Regions from separate parts of the Mus musculus genome. Here regions 1 and 2 are each linked to region 3. The links are chromatin contacts, called in public HiChIP or PLAC-seq and promoter capture Hi-C maps. All regions are on one chromosome and are shown on one strand. The core of a region is the stretch at or near the end of the contact, and the rest is flanking DNA. Distances in the headings are between cores, read along the strand shown. Region 1 overlaps Stx1a (syntaxin 1A (brain)). Region 2 holds the start of Gtf2ird1 (general transcription factor II I repeat domain-containing 1). Region 3 holds the start of Eln (elastin).

Region 1 (3,230 bases), core at 187-2,686, 300 kb before region 3:
GCTGGAGAGATGGCTCAGCGGTTAAGAGCATTTGTTGCTTATACAGCGAAATGAGAATTGGTTCCCAGCACCCACACGGGGGCTAAAGACTATAAATAAATCCAGTTGCAGGGACTCCAACCCCCTTTCCCAACCTCTTAGGGCCCCAGGCACACACATGTATGCTGGTAAAACATTCATATAGACGAGACATCTGGAACCTTGCCTTTGACAAACAAGGGCTTTGGCTTCCCCTAGGTAAGGATGTGAGGTTCTGGGCACGTCTCAAAAGCCCAGATGTTAACCACTGATTACCCTGAGGCAAATGAAAGCCTGTGTATCGAGGAGGGAGGGATCCTTCATCTCTGAGCCTCTTCCCCATCAGCACCTCCGTGGTTGATCCCACGTCTCCTATACTGCAGGTGGAAAAGATGTTCCAAACAGAGGCTCACTACAGATACAAATGTTTATTCTACATAAAAATCTCACAAAATGGGCAGCTGGTTGTACCAAGACCTTTGGTGAAGGGGTAAAGGGAGGTGGCCGTGAGAAGGCAGCACGGACAGTGGTCACAGTCACTGGGCAGGAGCAAAGCTGAGGGAAAGGGGGCACACAGACACGGCCCCAGCTCCCGCTGCATGCACTCGCATGCATACTCCTTGCCTGTGGGCGAGAAAGGGGTCCTGGGGCAGGGGGTACAGTTTTGACTCTGAGAAGCCCCAAGATGGCAAGGGGGGAAGTGGGGAGCCCCCTCCCCAGCTGGCTGCTGAATACTGCATCCAGTACACCTGATACCACGTGGCACATCAATGGGAGACGGGGCAGGGTGAGACTACAGGCCCAAAGTGACACCTGGCTTTCAGAGCATAAAGGGCGCAGGGAACTGCTGTCCCCAACATGCAACTCTGGCCACAACTTACCATGCCTGTTAGGACTATGGCCTGCTCCATCCCTCCAACTCAAAGCAAGGCTGGAGATGACACCACTAAGCTTCTTAGTAAAGGGTCACTAGGCTCAGGCCCAGCCCAGGAACATGACTCCCAGGGCCAGAGACACTGTCAGGCTTTGCCCAAAGAGAGGGTACTAGGTGCTCCTAACACCCGCAGCCGTGGCACCCTGAGCCTCCGGGCAAGGGGCAGCTAACAAAGACTCAGTGCTGAGCTATCCCCACCCCTAACCTGAAAAGCAGCACCATGTGACCAGCTGGTCCCCACCTTCCAGGTGCCTTGGCATGGTGGGAAGAGCTGGAGAAGCCAGAGGACGGGACAAGTGAGGGCAAGGTTGGGGTCCAGAAAGGAGCCTGAGTCCCAGGGAAGTGTAGACCCCAGGCTGAAGAAAGGCAGACCTGGCCAGGGCCCGAGTCTTGCCCCGCACTGGCCTGTACCCAGCCACTCTGGCTGTTCCCAATCCTGCTCCCGACTCTGCCTCCTGTACAGACACACACTGTCACAAGATCATGCACACGACACGGCTTGGGGCAGGGTGGTGGGGACGGGAGCCTCATGGCAGAGAGGGAGCAGTGTGGGATGGGAGGGAAAAGGACTCCCAGCCAGAAGGCAGGAGTGGGGAGGGCAACCCAGCTAGGTGCAGCAGCCAGGGGCCTCCTCAGGGAGACCCATCCAGAATGGAGCAGTGGGTGGGGTGGTTTCTATCCAAAGATGCCCCCGATGGTGGAGGCGATGATGATGCCCAGAATCACACAGCAAATGATGATCATGATCTTCTTCTACAGGGACACAAAAGGCAGGCCTCAGAAGAGCAGGTGGGGGGGGGGGGGGGTGGGTACAGTGAGGGTAGAGCCCCTGCCTAGAATCCCCCAGGGAGGGGCTGGGGGCGTGGCTCAGTGGTAGAACCCCTGCCTAGAATGCCCCAGGGAGGGGCTGGGGGCGTGGCTCAGTGGTAGAACCCCTGCCTAGAATGCCCCAGGGAGGGGCTGGGGGCGTGGCTCAGTGGTAGAGCTCCTGCCTAGAATTCCCCAGGGAGGGGCTGGGGGTGTGGCTCAGTGGTAGAACCTGCCTAGAATCCTCCAGTGAGGGGCTGGGGGCGTGGCTCAGTGGTAGAGCTCCTGCCTAGAATTCCCCAGGGAGGAGCTGGGGGCGTGGCTCAGTGGTAGAGCCCCTGCCTAGAATCCCCTGGGGAGGGGCTGGGGGCGTGGCTGGGGTAGAGCTTTTGTCTAGCATTTGCTAGGTCCTAGGTTCCATTCCCAATAGTGAGCCTCAATATAGAACAAATTAAAACAAAACAAAGAAAACGAGCAAAAATCAGTAAAATGGGGGCTGGGTTCTGGAGGGTCAGGACTAGGAATGGGGATGGCCTAGAACGGATTGTTGATGAAGAAGTGGAGGCTATGGTTGGAGCTTGTGAAAACAGGCCGAGCAGGTGGGGGAGGAGGATCCCCTGGTCTGGGGGCTCTCTGGGGCATGGGCTTAAGCAGAGCTGGCCACTGACCCTGCGCGCCTTGCTCTGGTACTTGACGGCCTTCTTGGTGTCTGACACGGCCCTCTCCACGTAGTCCACGGCGTGCTCCACATTGTACTCGATCCTGTCAATCATCTCCCCCTGCAGGACCGGGGGTACCCAAGGTCCAGGCGTCCCTCCTCAGGACCAGGAGGGAGTGCAGGGTAGGGGTTCAGGAAAGTCTCCTGAAGTCAGAAAGAGAGAGAGGAGCTGTGGGAGGAGGGCATGCAGCCTCTCACCTGTGCCACCAGGCCAGGCGTCCTGAGGACAAGACAGCTAGGGGCAGCTCCCACCGGTCCCAAACAGCAGCCATCCCGGGGTGTGGCATTGGCCATGCAGTCTCAGACAAGGTTGAGGACCATGCAGAGGGTGGCCAGCTGTGACCCTAGGAAATGGACAATGCCAGGCAGTGGCAGGGTGTGAGTGGGTGCACCACAAGCTGTGCTTTCCCTGGCCAAAGCTTACCGGGTGAGCATGAGCAAGCCTCTACTCTTTCCTTAGGGAGACAGTTCCAGAAAGCTCATGTCTGCTGTCTTCAGACATCGAAACTCTGACCAGTTCCCACAGTCCTCTTTGGGTCCCATGTCCTTCATCTGACCATAACACTGCCTCGTCAGACTTACAGCCATGTTGGGTCTCAGTCTAAGTCTGATGTCTTTTCCTCAGGGTTTCTCAGGAGGACACAGCAGTTTCCTCAGACCTCCCCACTGCTATCACAGCCCTAGAATCCTTGGTCTATCCAGGCCTGGTCTGAGAGCCTAGCACTCAGGAGACTGAGGCAGGAAGATATGGAG
Region 2 (3,354 bases), core at 259-2,758, 290 kb after region 3:
ATGATCACCTATCATGTAGCCCAAGCTGCCCTCAAACTCACGTTGTTGCTTAGGATGACTTTGTCCTCGAAGTCCTCGAGTCGGTTACTGTGCCATATCATCTGGTTTTATGTGGGGCTGAAGGTCAAACCCAGGGCTTCAAGCAAGCACGCTGGACAACCATTCTATACACTGACTGAATTATATCCCTAGTGAAACTGAGTGTTTTCACTTTTTGAGACAGGATCATATGGGCCAGCCAGGCTTCAAACTCTCAGAAATCCTCTTGCTTCAAACTTCTAGGCCCTAGGATTATAGATGAAAGCCACTAAGCCTAACTCTTTATTATATATATATATATATTACAGGGATTCTCTAAGTTCAGACTGGGCTAGAATTCTCTATGATGCTCAGTCTGACATGAACTCCCAATCCTCCTGTCTCCGTCTCCTGAGTGCTGAGACTACAAGCACATTCTATCATGTCCTGCATCTATTTACCTTTTACTTACTGAATTTGAGGCACAGTCTCCCTGAGTGGTTTGGGGACTTGTCTGGTACATGTCTCTCTGCTGTGCCTATCCCAGCAAAGGCCTAGCCAAAGATTCAGGGGACCACCTGGTTACCAACCAACTGCTGGGTTGACTTGGGACATATGGCTTTGGAGAGGTTGGAGGGGGAGGGTCCCCCAGTGTTCCCCTCCCCCATTTAGTAGTATACAGGAGGTCAGATGGATGGTAAAATAAAACTCGGGACCCAAAACCACTCTGTGTGGTTGTGCTCACCTGTAATCCCAGTATTTGGGAAGTAGAGGGTCAGAAGTGCAAGGTCATCTTCAACTACATAGAGAGTTTGAGGCCAGTGTGGGGTGTGCGAAACTATCCTAAAACAACAACAATAAGGGTTTTAGGGTGTAGTTGTATAAGTAGAATGGTTGCCTTACATACAGAAAGCTCTGGGTTCGAGTCTTCCCAGGTATAAACTATAATCCCAGCACTTGGAGGTAGAGCCAGGACGATCGGTTGTTCAAGGTTATCCTCACTTTTCAGTTCGTGAGTGTTCAGGACCCTAAAACAGTTTGACTGCAACCAGGGCTTTATGAGATTCCAAGATAAAAAATAAATAAATAAAAAGGCCTGGGCCAGGCCATCCAAGAGAAAAACCTGGGGTCCCTCCCTTCTGACCTTGGACACTCCAGGCATAAGAGTGACCAGGAGGGCAAACCACCTAGGGATCCTCCGGGCGTCCTCTGGGTGACCTTGATGTATTCTGATCTCTCCGGGGAGGGGGTTCTAATCCGTGGCTGGGGGAGTCTCGAGGCTCCGAGGTTGTGAGTCCTCCCCCACGGTGGCACGGGGCGGGCCGTGCGGGCTAATCCCGTATGTAAATGACAGCCAATGGAGGGTGGTGTTGCGCGGGGCTGGGATTAGGGCCGGGGCGAATGGCTGGCAATCTTACTGGGATTACAGAACAAAGAGAGAACCTCCCAGAGCCCGGGCTCGGCTTCGCGCTCGCTCCGCGCCCCGCCCTCCGCCGCAGCCCGCGCCGGGGGTGGGGGCCCCGCGCAGCCCCCGGCCGGCCGCCCGCACCGCGTCCGCCCTCCTTCCCTCCCTCCCTCTACTGATCCTGTCCCCCATTCCCGGATTATTAACTCAGCAACCAGAGGCGACTGGATCTACCGAGTCCTGGCCACCGGGCCCGGGCCGGGGCGCCCGGAGCGCTTGGGGATCCTGCAAGGTAAAAAAAGGAGAAAGTTTGACTGGGGGCGGGGGTGGGGGTGGGGGATGGGATGAGGGATGATGGAGATGGGGTGCTCTGGAGCTTGCTTTGGTTTTGAGCCCTTATTTTTGCACCCCCCAACCTCAGTGTGTTGTGTGTATGGGAGGTCCCTTCCCCTCCCCCTCCAGGTGTCTCAATTCTAAGGCCCGCCTTTTGGGGTGTGTGTGCACGTGATCGGGATTATAATTCGAGTTTGGAGGGGGATGGGTTGGGATGGTCAGCTTCTTCCCTCCGGATACCTGCTGGAATCGGGGAAAGCAGACACCCCTCTCACCCTCGAATTCCCTGGAGGTGGAGAGAGAAGCGCCCCACTGGCCTGGAGCCCAGCAGGCCTGGATACAGTTGGGCGAATGAGGTCAGTGGTGCTGCCCTGCCGGGGGAGGTTGGTGGAGGGGGCGTCGGAAAGAAGCTTTCCTCCCCCTCCCCCTTTTCCTCTCCTGTCCTCCAACGCTCAAGCTGAGTCCGAACACTGCCCCAGAGCGGCGGTTTTTTTTTTTTTTTTTTGGGGGGGGGTCATCCTGTAAAGAGGCTGGCTTGCATGGTGGGAGCCGGACCTCTTTGGTTGGTTGGGGGTGAGTCAAAGAGACTTAGGGTCTCTAAAAAAGGGGCACAGAGGGTGCCAAGGAACAAGTTTGAGGGAGCCTCGGCTGTGGGTGGTCTCTGAGTTCTTGAAGAGGAGGGGGAGGGGCCAAAGGGTGCTTAAAGTCTCCCCATCCGGAGTCTCTAGGAGTGATCGCGACCGGTGTGACTCCCAGCTTTGCAGCCAGTCAGGGGGCTGAGAGGGCGACTTTTTTCCTGGCCTCTAAGCCCCAGGGAAACGGGGGATGGGGGGGAGGACACCCGTGGCTCTCAGAGTTTGGCTGCTCTGTCAGGAGACTAGCGGAGACCAGCATCGGGTCTGGCGACCCAGCCTCCCTGGAGTAGACTAGAGGTGGCAGTTCCTGGGTCCCCTTCCTGGGGAAGTGAAAGAACTCAGGAGCCGGGCTCAGCGATGGAGTGTGTATCTGGAATGTGGGGCGTGAAGGCTGGTCTTCGGCAGGTTTTTAGAGGAGTGGGAATTCACAAGGGGCTTCTCTTCCGGCTCAGACTGCAGAGCTGCTCCTGGAAGCTCAGTGGTCAGTGCTCCCTGTTCCTCCGTTGGGGCCCTCCAAGACCTCTGGCCTTGGGAGGTGCCTTGATCCGTTCATTTATTTTAGCAGCGTCATTCCCAGAGGGAAAGGGCACCGGCATCGATTATTTATTCTATTTGGAGCAAGAGGAAGTGGAAGGAGGCTGGTGGCTGGCAGCTGGGAGGGGTTGGGCAGTGGGGCATCGAAATGGGGTGCCGATACTGTCCCGTGTCTCTCCATCATAAGTCACCACCTGCTTAAGGCTCCAGGAGTGTGTGAGATTGACTTTGGCGTCTTTAGAAAATCTACCAGCAGACCTAGAAACGGGCCTAGCGTGGGGGTGGGAGTAGGGGTGGGGGTGGGGGTGTCAGAGCCCCCTAGCCTGCTGGGTTGTGGAAGGCTTGAGCTGTGTCTCATTCTGTAGCCAGCTCTGTGGATGACCTAGAAATTGCCAGTTCTAACTCCAAGGGTCCCAGTGGATCCTAGCC
Region 3 (3,449 bases), core at 837-3,336:
GAAGGGAGGGGAAAGGAGACAGAAGGAGAAAGGCAGGAAGGAAGGAAGAAAGGAAGGAAGGAAGGAAGGAAGGAAGGAAGGAAGGAAGGAAGGAAGGAAGGGGGAAGAATGAAGAGGAAGACATAGGAGGGGGAGAAAGGAAAGAGTAAAGGGAATTATGGGGAAGAAATAGAAGGAAGGAGAGAGGAAATGAAGGAGGATAGAAAGAAGAGAGAAGGAGGAAGAGGAAGAAAAGTAGGAGAGGGAGAAGAGGAAAAAGAGGAGGAGGAGGAAATGAAGGAGAAGAAAAGAAGAAGGAGGAGGAGGAGAAAGAGAAGGAGGAGGAGGAGGAGAAGGAGGAGAAGAAGAAGGAGAAGGAGAAGGAGAAGGAGAAGGAGGAGGAGGAGGAGGAGGAGGAGGAGGAGGAGGAGGAGAAGAAGAAGAAGAAGAAGAAGAAGAAGAAGAAGAAGAAGAAGAAGAAGAAGAAGAAGAAGAAGAAGAAGAAGAAGAAGAAGAAGAAGAAGAAGAAGAAGAAGAAGAAGAAGAAGAAACACAAGAGCACCAAGACAAGAGAACCAAAAATTAGCCCAGGTCCACCTAAGCCACCTGCCTTTGATCTCCCACCCCCACCTCCGCCAATGCTGTCATCTCTGCAGACTCCTCTATGCCCTGTACTGTATAAGACATCTGATAAGACATCTTTAACTCACCCCTCTGCACCACCCCCTACAAGAGAAAGACTCTAGGACCTATGGCCTAGACTTTTTCTTCTAACCAACTATGACCTGTATACAGCAAGCAACCATCTCCCTCTCCTGTCCTACAGTACTCCACATACACTCAGGAGTCTGAGAATGACATAATCTTTCTCTGACCTACACTTCACATTCCTTAAAGCCTTACAGGATCTCCATATGCTCAGGGACAGGGTGGCCAGGGCACTGATCGCAAGCTTTCCTGGAGGGCTCTCTGCTGGTTCAGCATAGGCTGCCCCCTTCTGGCCAGTAGAGGAATAGCATCATCAAGCCTTCCCAGAGCCTCCAAGAGAATCAGTTTCCAGATGCAAGTGAGAGCATTGGACAGGTGGTGAACAAGCAAGAAGGAGAATACTGAGTTAATAGTCACCTGCACAGAGCTCCCACCTCCATGTTCCCTACCAGGCACCTAAGACCCAGTATGACCTCTGTTGGACACTGTGCCTTGCTCAGGGGCGGTGCAAAGCTGTGCTCGTGGCCCTTACAGAACCAACCAACACCTTATGCAAGGATCATCTTTGAGCCCTAGGGAGACACTAAATACATGGCTCTCACTCCCAAGCCACTCGCCTGACCTCAGCCCCTTGGTCTCTGCAACCATAGACCCATAGATCCAACACCCTTTCCCAGGCTTCAAACAGATGGCTAAGACCTGTCTCAACCATGATGAACTAGATCGTATGTCAAGGTCTCTAATCTGTTCCTAAAATGCCCCCACGGTACCATGTCTATCCTATTCTCTCTCCCAGACAATTCTGCTCGCAGACCTTGAACTCTATAGGCAGACTCCCTTAGCCCCATCAACCTACCTAACCCAGTTTTGGGTAAAGCCTGTCTCTAGCCAGGCTTGGGGGTGTTGGGGTGTCTGCAGGACCAGGGTGGGAGCTGAGGCGCGGGACAGCTGGCCTGTGTCCCCACACTGGGCCTGGGGCCCAGGCAGAGGGGCGGGGGCCTGGCTACTCCAGCCTTGGCTAGGGCTGGGATTTTTTGGCCGGGCTGCCTGGGCCCTCCCTCCTGCTTCCTCTCCAGAGGGCTGTCCTGGCAAAGGCCCCCCTTGCACTTTCTGGCGGGAACAGGGCCAGGAGCAAGCAAACAGCTACAGAGGGAAAGCGGGAAAGCGATGGGGGGGGGGGGGGGCAGAGCACGCGCGCGTCAGTGTGTGTGTGTGTGTGTGTGTGTGTGTGTGTGTGTGTGTGTGTGTGCAGGAAAATAGACCCATAGTCGAGGCAGATTCAGCCTAGGAGGCTTGCAAGTCTGGCCTTTCGTAATTGCCCCCTCCCCCGCGGCCCCCTCCCCCAGCTCCCCCTCCTCCCGCCCTCCTCTCACCCGCCCTCTCTCCCTCCCTCCTTCCCTCACAGCAGCCTACCAGGCAGCAATTACGCTTTGGGGATAAAACGAGGCGCTGAGAGCAGGCTGGGGCAGTCCTCCCCGAGATGGCGGGTCTGACAGCGGTAGTCCCGCAGCCTGGCGTCTTGCTGATCCTCTTGCTCAACCTCCTCCATCCCGCGCAGCCTGGAGGTAAGGGGCCCCTCGCCGGTCCCACGCTGCCCCTCGCTGGTCCCACGCTGTCCACAATCTGCGGGACCCTGCCGGCCAGGTGGCAAGACTGATGGGGAATCCCGGAGATGGATGAGCCCTTCAGCTCCAGATCCCCCCTCCTCGAGACAGGGAGGGTTCTGGGAACTGTCTCCTCTTGGGAGCCAGCTCCGTGTTAGGGGTCCTGTCAAAGCTACACTCCCGCCAGTCAGGATGGTCCCTACCTCCTGTCCAAGCTCGAAGGGGTCCTCTGAGTCACCTGAGTACTTTCCAGTGGTGGTGGCAGTTTGCATACCTGTGCACACCTGTGTACATACCAGCCTGGGGAGAGACAATCCTGGTTTGTCTTTGCTTGGAGATGTTCGGATTCTGTGTGTGTGTGTGTGTGTGTGTGTGTGTGTGTGTGTGTGTGTGTGTATGCGCCCGTGTGTGTTTCATACTATGTTGCACAGGTGTCAGTGTGAGGTTCTAGCCAAGCATGTCCCTGAAGGAAATGTGTCTGGGATGGTATGAAGGTCTGTTCACAAGTCCGTTCCTAGACAGATGGAGGTACAGGGAGGCAAACCGTGAAGTTGTGTGATGGGATCTGCCAAAGTCCAACACCCAGCTGGGCGTGGTGAGCCACACCTGTGACCCCCAACATGTAAGTTCAAAGCCAACCAGACCCCGTCTCAAGAGCAACCAGGAGGGTTGAGGACGTCCCTGTTGATGGAAGGCATGCTAAACATTCTCAAAGCTCTGAGTAAACTAGGTGGGCGTGGTGACACATACCTGTGTGGTGGTCATCGGAGGATCAGGAATTCAAGACATCATTGGCTACCTAGTGAGCCATTTGGGTTCTATCAGGCTGTCTTAAAAAAAAAATGTCCTAAAGACGTCTGGTGCCCAGGTGTAGGACGTCACTGTGTGTGTGTGAGCGTGAGCGAGTCCATGCCTGTATGAGGGTTTGCTGAGATGGAATACAGGCCAGAGCGTGAGCTGGGGAAAGTGCCCATCTCCTGGCAATCAGGACATGGCTGGTATCAGAGGCTGAGCCTCAAGGTATCCTTTTGGTCATCTGATATGTATCCTGACCGGGCATGTTGGGTTATGGGGAGGAAGGAGTCTGCTCCCAGATGAAAGGTGCATCCAGCTGTGGGGAAAGAGGTGTGAACCTATGAACCATCTGCTGGGGTCTGG

The links. Promoter capture Hi-C pulls out the DNA fragments that hold promoters and counts their contacts. HiChIP or PLAC-seq counts read pairs in DNA pulled down with a chosen protein or histone mark.
Region 1: an H3K27ac HiChIP or PLAC-seq map of embryonic stem cells shows a contact between it and region 3, with 5 read pairs. The contact joins the enhancer-like site here to the promoter of Eln in region 3. A contact is called at or near these places in 3 of 39 promoter capture datasets (cranial neural crest, embryonic stem cells and liver), 3 of 115 datasets of contacts at active chromatin or transcription factors (bone marrow-derived macrophages and embryonic stem cells) and 2 of 9 other capture datasets (embryonic stem cells and pancreatic islet).
Region 2: a contact with region 3 is called in a promoter capture Hi-C map of liver, with 2.2 times the contacts expected there. The contact joins the promoter of Gtf2ird1 here to the promoter of Eln in region 3. A contact is called at or near these places in 4 of 39 promoter capture datasets (cranial neural crest, hippocampal neurons, liver and 1 more).

What each region holds. Positions count from the first base shown.
Region 1 is chr5:135,048,302-135,051,531 of GRCm38.p6, reverse strand. Stx1a (syntaxin 1A (brain)) reads right to left here. Exons shown (of 10, transcript NM_016801.4): 9 at 2,428-2,538; 10 at 432-1,705. The coding sequence ends at 1,628. Among named protein-coding and RNA genes, the nearest start is that of Dnajc30, 14 kb to the left of the region's middle. Within about 2 kb of position 1,436, at least 9 of the 459 cell types and tissues checked have an H3K27ac peak or open chromatin away from gene starts, as enhancers often do. A contact at or near this core is called in embryonic stem cells, where this site is marked.
Region 2 is chr5:134,454,870-134,458,223 of GRCm38.p6, reverse strand. It overlaps Gtf2ird1 (general transcription factor II I repeat domain-containing 1), which reads left to right and starts at 1,508. Exons shown (of 30, transcript NM_001081464.2): 1 at 1,508-1,715.
Region 3 is chr5:134,745,960-134,749,408 of GRCm38.p6, reverse strand. It overlaps Eln (elastin), which reads left to right and starts at 2,086. Exons shown (of 37, transcript NM_007925.4): 1 at 2,086-2,252. The coding sequence starts at 2,168. Gm30003 (a long non-coding RNA gene) reads right to left here. Exons shown (of 4, transcript XR_868587.3): 1 at 2,101-3,449.